Linked DNA regions of Mus musculus: regions 1 and 2 are each linked to region 3. Evidence: chromatin contacts called from public Hi-C data. All regions are on one chromosome and are shown on one strand. Each heading gives the region's core, a stretch centred on a gene start, on an enhancer-like site or on the middle of the called end of the contact. The rest is flanking DNA. Distances are from core to core; before and after follow the strand shown.

The links. A called contact is a pair of places that touch in the nucleus more often than the background predicts.
Region 1: a Hi-C map of bone marrow-derived macrophages shows a contact between it and region 3, with 14 read pairs. The contact joins two enhancer-like sites. A contact is called at or near these places in 1 of 484 Hi-C or Micro-C datasets (bone marrow-derived macrophages) and 1 of 115 datasets of contacts at active chromatin or transcription factors (large pre-B cells).
Region 2: a contact with region 3 is called in a Hi-C map of bone marrow-derived macrophages, with 14 read pairs. The contact joins two enhancer-like sites. A contact is called at or near these places in 2 of 484 Hi-C or Micro-C datasets (both in bone marrow-derived macrophages) and 2 of 115 datasets of contacts at active chromatin or transcription factors (bone marrow-derived macrophages and fibro-adipogenic progenitors).

The regions. Positions count from the first base shown.
Region 1 is chr4:95,776,784-95,779,483 of GRCm38.p6, reverse strand. The region is part of intron 8 of Fggy (FGGY carbohydrate kinase domain containing); the gene reads right to left. Among named protein-coding and RNA genes, the nearest start is that of Hook1, 190 kb to the left of the region's middle. Within about 2 kb of position 1,438, at least 31 of the 459 cell types and tissues checked have an H3K27ac peak or open chromatin away from gene starts, as enhancers often do. A contact at or near this core is called in bone marrow-derived macrophages, where this site is marked.
Region 2 is chr4:95,869,969-95,872,668 of GRCm38.p6, reverse strand. The region is part of intron 14 of Fggy (FGGY carbohydrate kinase domain containing); the gene reads right to left. Among named protein-coding and RNA genes, the nearest start is that of Hook1, 96 kb to the left of the region's middle. Within about 2 kb of position 1,263, at least 13 of the 459 cell types and tissues checked have an H3K27ac peak or open chromatin away from gene starts, as enhancers often do. A contact at or near this core is called in bone marrow-derived macrophages, where this site is marked.
Region 3 is chr4:95,214,043-95,216,742 of GRCm38.p6, reverse strand. No RefSeq gene overlaps it. Among named protein-coding and RNA genes, the nearest start is that of Gm32240, 7.4 kb to the right of the region's middle. Within about 2 kb of position 1,417, at least 76 of the 459 cell types and tissues checked have an H3K27ac peak or open chromatin away from gene starts, as enhancers often do. A contact at or near this core is called in bone marrow-derived macrophages, where this site is marked.

The sequences.
Region 1 (2,700 bases), core at 189-2,688, 560 kb before region 3:
GCTAGTGCCAAATACACACTCTTCCCCATCACGACTGAACTATGCTTAGTCAGTTATTCAGTCCACCAATTGAAGCACCCCTTCCTTATTAAAGCCTTCTCCATAGTACCCCAAACAAGGTATACCACTGTATGCCATATGGTGGGTCCTTTCATGGTGGTTCCAGCACACATATCACTCTTAGAAGAGGAGATTAAAAATTACAGAACATCTTAAAAAATACTAAGTGCTTATGTGTCCTTCATCAACAAATGGCAGTTCCTCTAGACCACTTCTGAAAGCAGTTATGTTCTACACAGCCAAAACCTTCAACAAATAGAATTCACTAAGGTTTTAAGATCTGTGGCAATTATCCTTTTGTCTTCCTAGGTTCAGCCCAAATTCCTAAGTTTCATCATTTGTTTTTACTTCTTTTAGAATTTCCATGGATGCAATATTTTTGTGCCTACTTCTCTCATTTCTTCTTTGTGTTACTTTATAATTGTTGCACTTATCCACTATATGTAGATGCAGTCTATTCATTAAACATGTAAGTCAGCATATGAATATGATAGTTTAGCAATATGTTCTACTAATGGAAATCCAAACAGGGGATAGTATGATATATGATGTATTAAAAAGGCTCTGTGTATATTGTTTCACAGTGCGGGAGTTTCCCCAAGATTTTATCTAGGAATGAAATTGGTAGAGTGTTGAGCATATGCATACTTAAATGTACTTTGACATGATTATGCAATTTACGCTTCCTCCCCATCTCTTCCTCTGGACTATAACTGACTCAAGGGCTACTTCTACTCTTCGTTATGCCCCATGCCTGGCTTGCAGTCGGTGTTGAACAAGGAAGGTACTTTGGAGCTAAGGCACTCTATATTGAACATAGGTCTGCCAACCTAATAACAAAACCTATGGGTTTTTGTTCTACCACATTTTCCTTATCTACAAAAACTTTATGATCAGTTGTACGGTATTACTTACTTCCCAGTGTAATAGGACTGATCAAATGTAGATCGAGGTAACAACACAAGAAGGTATGGGAATTGTTACCACTGTTTCTCCACTTTGCACCTGGACCAGAGGCCCCAGGATGGGACATGTGAGAGAGGCTTGTCAACAGGAAATGTCCCGTGCATTTATATGGATTAATATAACTTTGTGGAGGGAAGTAGGGTTTCAAATATCACTGCAAAAAGAACAAGGGAGACCAATTAATGGTTCTGAGTCCACACTGCACCTGTGTCCCCAAACTGTTCACTAACACAAATGAAGCTTGCTGATCAAAACAAGCATTTTTAAGTGCTTTTTATCCTGTGGCATGGTTTAACTGTGCTCAAGCTCAAAGCAGAGCTGTGCAAAAGCTGGATTAACAACTGTGCTCCACTCTGCACTGTGGATTCAAAAGTAAAGGCCAGCTTCTTATTTACATGGAAAGATCTTAGGCTTTTGTGGTTTCCTGTTGTGCCCTGGTGCATCTGCACTTTGGTTTCTGGGTTTGTCTTTAGAGCGATACAAACAGTCTCTCTCACTATTCAAGAGAACATAAAAATTCCACAGTCTCTAATTGCTAGCAGATTTTACCAGATCCTCTGTCATGGCTCCTCAGAACAGCTGGACCTAAGCCTTCCAAAGGACATCTTCGAAAGGATAGTGATTTGAGAGATTCCTGTAGTGTGCCCAACACCAACCAGGGACGGGCTCTTCAGCTTGATGCTATTCGTATTTTATTAATATTTATTCATTTACTTCACTCTTAGAACCATTTATCATACATTTAGGCTCTCGTTTATATAAAATATCCTTTGCTAGGGACGGAGAAAAATAGTTGTGGAAAGATTCGGTTGTCCTCTTATGACATTTGTTGCAGGCATTTTTGAATCCCCCATTACAGCCTTTGTAGACACTACAATTATAGACCCTGTGGCTCATGGCATGGCTCCCTAGCAGAGCACATGCTTACCATACACAAAGCCCTGGGTATTAGCCTGGCACTAATAAGTAAATAAATGAAATAAAGTAAAATGAAGTGAGAGATACTTATCTACTGCTTTCCATAAGACCTTACTAAATCAGCCCTCATGGTTGGGGCTGGAGTTTCTCAGGTCTGATATGTGCCTATTAGCTGAGCTGCACTGGCTTACGGCTCAATGGAAAACATAGAGAGGGAAACAACTAATGACATGTAACCTGGAGTCCTTCCTGTAGCAAACCAGACTCTGATCAGCTATAGAACCCTTGAAATCTGAGCTAACAATGATGGAGCAACAGAGGATGCCATGAAAACAGCTTAGGGGTTGTGTAGATGGGCACCCAAGCTGTTACCCTTTCGCTTATTAGCCGTGGTACATGGAGTAAAGCCCTCAGTTCCTTTGTGAAAGAAGAAAGGAATAAAAGAAAAGAAAACATCACCTGTTCTTACTGTTGTACTGCCTCTGGGCACTGAATTCCTTAAATACTTCCTACACTGAAAAGCATTGAGAAAAAAAAATTCTTTTTTTCATTCTTATTTTATTTCTTTCTAAGAAGAAACCCCATAAACAAGAAAAACTAAACAGCCACCAAGAACAAGTCCTCTGTCCATCACTGGGGCTTTGCTCACGGGGTCTGCTTTCTCTCTATGGTTGTGTGGTTCCTCTCAGGGTCTGGCAGACTTTTAAGAGCATGCCCCACAGCTCAAACTGGTCCCAGGGACATTCATAAGATATT
Region 2 (2,700 bases), core at 14-2,513, 660 kb before region 3:
CTCTCTCCCTAACCTGTCTTTGCTCTTTTCATTGCTTCATTTTCTCTTACTTCATTGCCTGCTTCTTGGGCAGTGGAATGTAAGCTCTGTGGCTGATGACATTCAGAGCACAGAAAGCTGGTGCCAGAAGGTAAAGGAGATACCGGAGTTTTGAGTAGAGCTGGGTAGAGAGACTAAGGACAGTGACACTGACTTCAAAACATTTAAAGACCTGATGATAGCCCTTCCTGCCCATAATTCATTACAATCCTATGACCGAGCATGTTGACATTGTTCTTTTGCAATGCATAAACACTTCATCAACATGTGTGGAACAACCATAATAGTAGTTCCTGACCCTTGCTATGGAACTTACATGGGTTGTTTCATGTAAAGCGATTAGAAGAGTGTCCAGCATGCAAACAGCATCAGAAGCAGCATCTGCCACACCGCTGTGTGCACAGATATGGTGGGTTTGTGTGTTCTGCTTCTGTGAATTATATATGGCGTGTATTGCACGTATTTTTGGTTTTTAAAACAAAGCTTGAAATTTCTACAATGAACGATGTGAAACATGTGCTCCCTATTTTAAATTCAAAGTAGGCAGTGTTGAACATTTTATAGGGATTGTTTTCAGTGTTTATGTAGTCAGAAACTTTTAATATGTTTGTAATAGGCATATACGACTTTTTAATCAAAGATTTAAAAGTTTTAAGACATGTAAGCGGGGAGGCGCAAGTTAAGAGCTCAAAATCTGGAACCGATGAAAATATGCTAATGGGGAGAATGATTGGCTAAAAGTCCCAAACACAACTTCTTAGGGGTAAATATGAGTCAAAAGAACTAGATGGAAGGAAGAGAGGACTGGAGATATGAGAAACAAGAAATCACAGCAGTTGCAACACCAGCAAATAGCCATTTCTCTGTAGGCTGCAGGGAATGCCTGTGGCAAAGGCTGGGACAGTGCACACACTGCTGCAATAAGAGGAACAGTTATACACAGCAGGGGTGTACAATGGTATTTCACTAATAACTTTGAAAGTTTGCTGGGGTGGTATGTGTGACCCCTCTCCTCCCCATCTGTCCTGTCCTTCGTTACTTCCCTTCTTTGTACCAAATGAGAAGCCTACTAGACGGAACTGCAATTTTGTCTTGTCCAGACTCAATTATTCCTTCAACTTCAAGAAACTAGATATTTTTTATTCCAAAGGAGGAATGGGATTGCTTTAGAAAGACAGCATTTAGCAGCCCTTGCAATGTTCATTAGTGCCACTGGGTGTCACTATTGCAAAACCAACAAAAAAACCAACCATTAAAAGGAAAAGTAACAACATTTAACTCAAGACACTACGAGAGTGATACCGGATCCAAAAGCAGACACTATATTGCAGAAGGTAGAAACAACTCATTTCTCTATGGCGATTATTAATTTCCGCCTTAATTCAATGGCTCACCCTAAGAAGAAATGACATTTCATTTCCCATTTGCAGATGTTGTTTTCTTTTCTTAAAACATTCCCATTTATTCACTAAGATGAAATCCACACAGAAAGTTTGCAGTACCAGTCGCTTTGTAATCACACTGTCTTCACCGGAGAAAGAAGCTTCCAGAATGAAAACACAAGAGAGTGAAGGAGGCCTGGCTGGGAGGAAAATAAATGCAGCTAACATTAGCTTGCTACTCACCTCAAAGCCATAATCTTATTAAATATATTTAAACATGGTTTTCATTTAGATTTGGCAGCTTGATTAATAGGGATGTATTAAATAATACCTGGCTGTTAAGGGTATATTTAGAAGTCACTGCCATGTAAAGCACACAACGTGCATAATCCAGCTTCATTATTACTTAAGGCTTCTCTGTTCTCTTGGCTGTGGGCACACACATATTAAACATTTAGCATGCACACTCAATGCGTGTTCAGCCCTTTTAAAAAGGCTTTCTGTTTAAACAGAAACATGCAATGGAAAATGAACTCAACTCTAAGAGAAAGGTAACGGATGCTTCCCTTTGCGGACCACTGTCCTGTTATCCAAAGAAAGGAGAGGGGAAGGTCCGGAGCAGTAGCTCAAGTAGCCAGCCTTAAAAAGATGCTCGGCTCCACAGAACCAAGGAAGGGTTCTGTATCCGAAATTTTTTCTTTATCAAAGCTGAGGTCAGTGAATGGCACCTGAACCACGAGGTAGTAAAGGAAGTAGAGGGGATGTGTTAGTGGTCAACAGAGGTGGGGGGGGGGGATGGATCGGTACTGTCCTGGGAATAATACTAGCCAGTAAACAAGGATAGGGACTGTAAGGAGGGATTGCTCTTAATGGCCAGGGAGACAGACAGAGAGAGAGAGAGAGAGAGAGAGAGAGAGAGAGAGAGAGAGAGAGAGAGAGAGAGAGAGAGAAAGACACCTCTAGTCAAAGTGGTTTATCTGCTTGTTTGTTTGTTGATAGTCTCCCTCCTGCACATTTTCTTTTTTGAGACAAGAACTCATTTTGTAGCCCAGGCTAGCCTCAAACTCCATCTGTATCCAAGGCTGACCTTGATTCATGCTGATCCTTCAGGCAAGGCCTCCTGCATGTTACCACACCTAGCGCTGCTGAGTGTTTTTATAGGGGGAAAAAAAAAGGGCTATCTCTGGCCTGCAGAACCCGCTTGGTCAGTTGGCATATTCTGCTGCCCTCTGTGAGTTTGCTTAGTAAGTCTTATATTGGAAGAAGACATTTGAGTGAT
Region 3 (2,700 bases), core at 168-2,667:
CTGACATCAATCTCTTCCAACCTTGGGGAATAACTCAATACTACATAGCCAAATTACTTAACATTTCATTAATGAATGGAGAATGCAAGCCATACAATACAACAGCTATTTTAAAATGCTTTAGATCTAGCATTTCTATTGGACACAATGTCAACTCATTATAAGCATTACCATCACTAGCAGGCATATGCTTTACGAAGCTGAAGGCTGCAGTTGCCTGTGTAGCCCCAGGCAAATCCTCTGGCAGTACACTTAGCTGAACACCTATTGTCCCTGCACTATCTCCTGTTCTTCCAAGCCCCTTGCCTCACAAGGGTGCTTGGGGTGCCTGGCAGTGGAATTGTGTGGAGCAGAGTGGGACAAGAGTTTGCCTTCCAGCCTAGTTTGCATGCCTGTTTTCTCTTACGCTGGAGTCTCAGTCTCAGACACCAAGCCTGAACCCTGTTGTTCTCCTCTCACTGGCTCTTCCTGCTTTCTCAGCACTTCAACCTCTAGCCACAAACTCTCTAAGTGCATTGCCAACTTTGCAAACCTTTCTAACACAAGAGAATTGAGTAACCCTTCTGAGTTCTCAGCTTTCCTCCCAATCTTTTTCAAAATGATATACATGAAAACTACGAAGCAAAACCAGAAAGCCCCATCTGGAATCAAGGCAGGAAATCACCCAGCAGCAATAGCTGATGTTTTGCCTACCTCCTTAAATAACATTGCTAAACCATCAAACTGCTGATTCCTCTACTACATTAGAAATGAAGTATGAACTTATGCCTAATTTCCATGATGGACACTTAGATATTTTTTTCAAAACTTACTTTATTTAAGGTTCTTAAATGCTTCAACCTCCCTTCTAACCCACCAACCAGAAGTAGGAGGAAAAGAAGGTTAATAGGAAAAGCGTGGTATGGGCCTGCTTAGAAGTAGTTCCGTGAGGTAATTACTCTCTTCATTGTCAGAACATCAGCAATCTAGTTCAATAGCAAACACCAAATACAAATCAGTAGCTGCTGTATGATCCAGTAGAAACAGCAAGGCTCCACTAAATTGGCAGGAGTTAGAAAAAACAGCCAGAATACCCATAAGCACTCAGCAGAGAGGAGGCAGAGAGGTAGAGGGAGAGGGACAAGGACAGGGGGAGGGGAAAGGAGGGGAGAGAGAGAGAGAGAGAGAGAGAGAGAGAGAGAGAGAGAGAGAGAGAGAGAGAGAAACCTATGGGGAAACTCCCATTCAAATCAGCACAGTGGCTTCACCTGAGACACGACACAGAGATGTTTGGAGAAGTTCTTTGGTGTGTTCCTCTCTACAAAGTGAATACTAACAAAGACCAGTGAAAACCAGCGAAGACCAGGAAGCATTGCACAATATAACAATGCAAGAGTGTCCTCTCACAGTTTGTGGGGTTCCATTTATAGTCTTTCTAAATCTCACGTACCCTCTCACGTGTCTGATTTCAGCAAAACATCACATGCCCTCTTACAGGACAGCTCTCCACCCTGCCCCCCCCCAAATCACGTGACACGCTGAGTTGTTAAAGAAACCGGAAATTTCCACTTCAGAAAATGCTCACAGACCATTCTGCTAGAGTTTCTTTCTCCTGGGTGACTAACTATCATATTTAAGCTATAGTTCTTAAGTATGAATTGAGCTGTTGTACCTACTAGCTATAGGGCTATGGAGACATCATCTAATTTCTCTGTGCCTTGGCTTCCTCATCTGTAAATGCATAGTGTGATGGGTATTGTGGGAGTTAAAGGATATGTACAGACATTCCTCACACACTTCTTCAACAATAAGAACAACTAATTATTCCTTTCCAGTGTGGATCATCATGGTAGGGAGTGTGGTACCAAACAGGCTGCCATGGTGCTAGAGCAGTAACTGAGAGCTCCGATTGGATCCACAGATTGCAGACAGAAAGAGATCAATACTGGGTCTGGTGTGGGCTTTTGAAATCTCAAAGCCCCACTGAAAGATCTTGACTGGGCCTCCACATTCCACATTGCTCTCAGCACTACTATCTTCCATGATCCCCTGGATCACCCATTAAGATACATTTAAAGTGCTCAATTGCCTCCCTAGTCCAAAGTCCCAAAATCTGCCAAATTTCTCCAACAAAGTGCACTATCAGGTCTGCCACAGCATCAAGCCACTTCTGTATTAGTTAGTGTTATATTGCTGTGAGATAACACCCTGACTAAGGCATGTTATAAAGGAAAGCATTTAATGGGGGTTTTGCTTACAATTTTAGAGGGTTAGTCCATGATCATCATGGCAGGAAGCATAGTAACAGACAGGAAGGTATGCCACTGGAGCAGTAGCTGACTGCTTACATCTGACCTATAAGTACTTGGGGGGGGGGTGCTGCTAGAAGGCCACACCTCCTAATCTTTCCTAAACCAACTGGAAACCAAACATTAAATATGTGAGTCTATGGGGCAGTGCTCATTAAAAGTGATTTCACCTTAAGCACATAGATGCTTGGAAAAATGTGCCCTTAGACACTAGTTCCAATGACTGGGCAGGTGACCCAGGCTGGCAGCCAGGAAACAAGCACTGTTCTATCCACCCAGAACATTCTACCAGTTCTTTTTAGTCTCTTCTCCTGAGGTGATTACCAGTCAGGGGATTTATGACAGACCTTGAATTGGCTTCTAACCTGTTGGGAGATGATACGTGCTCTGCCCGGGTGTCAAATCATGTCTC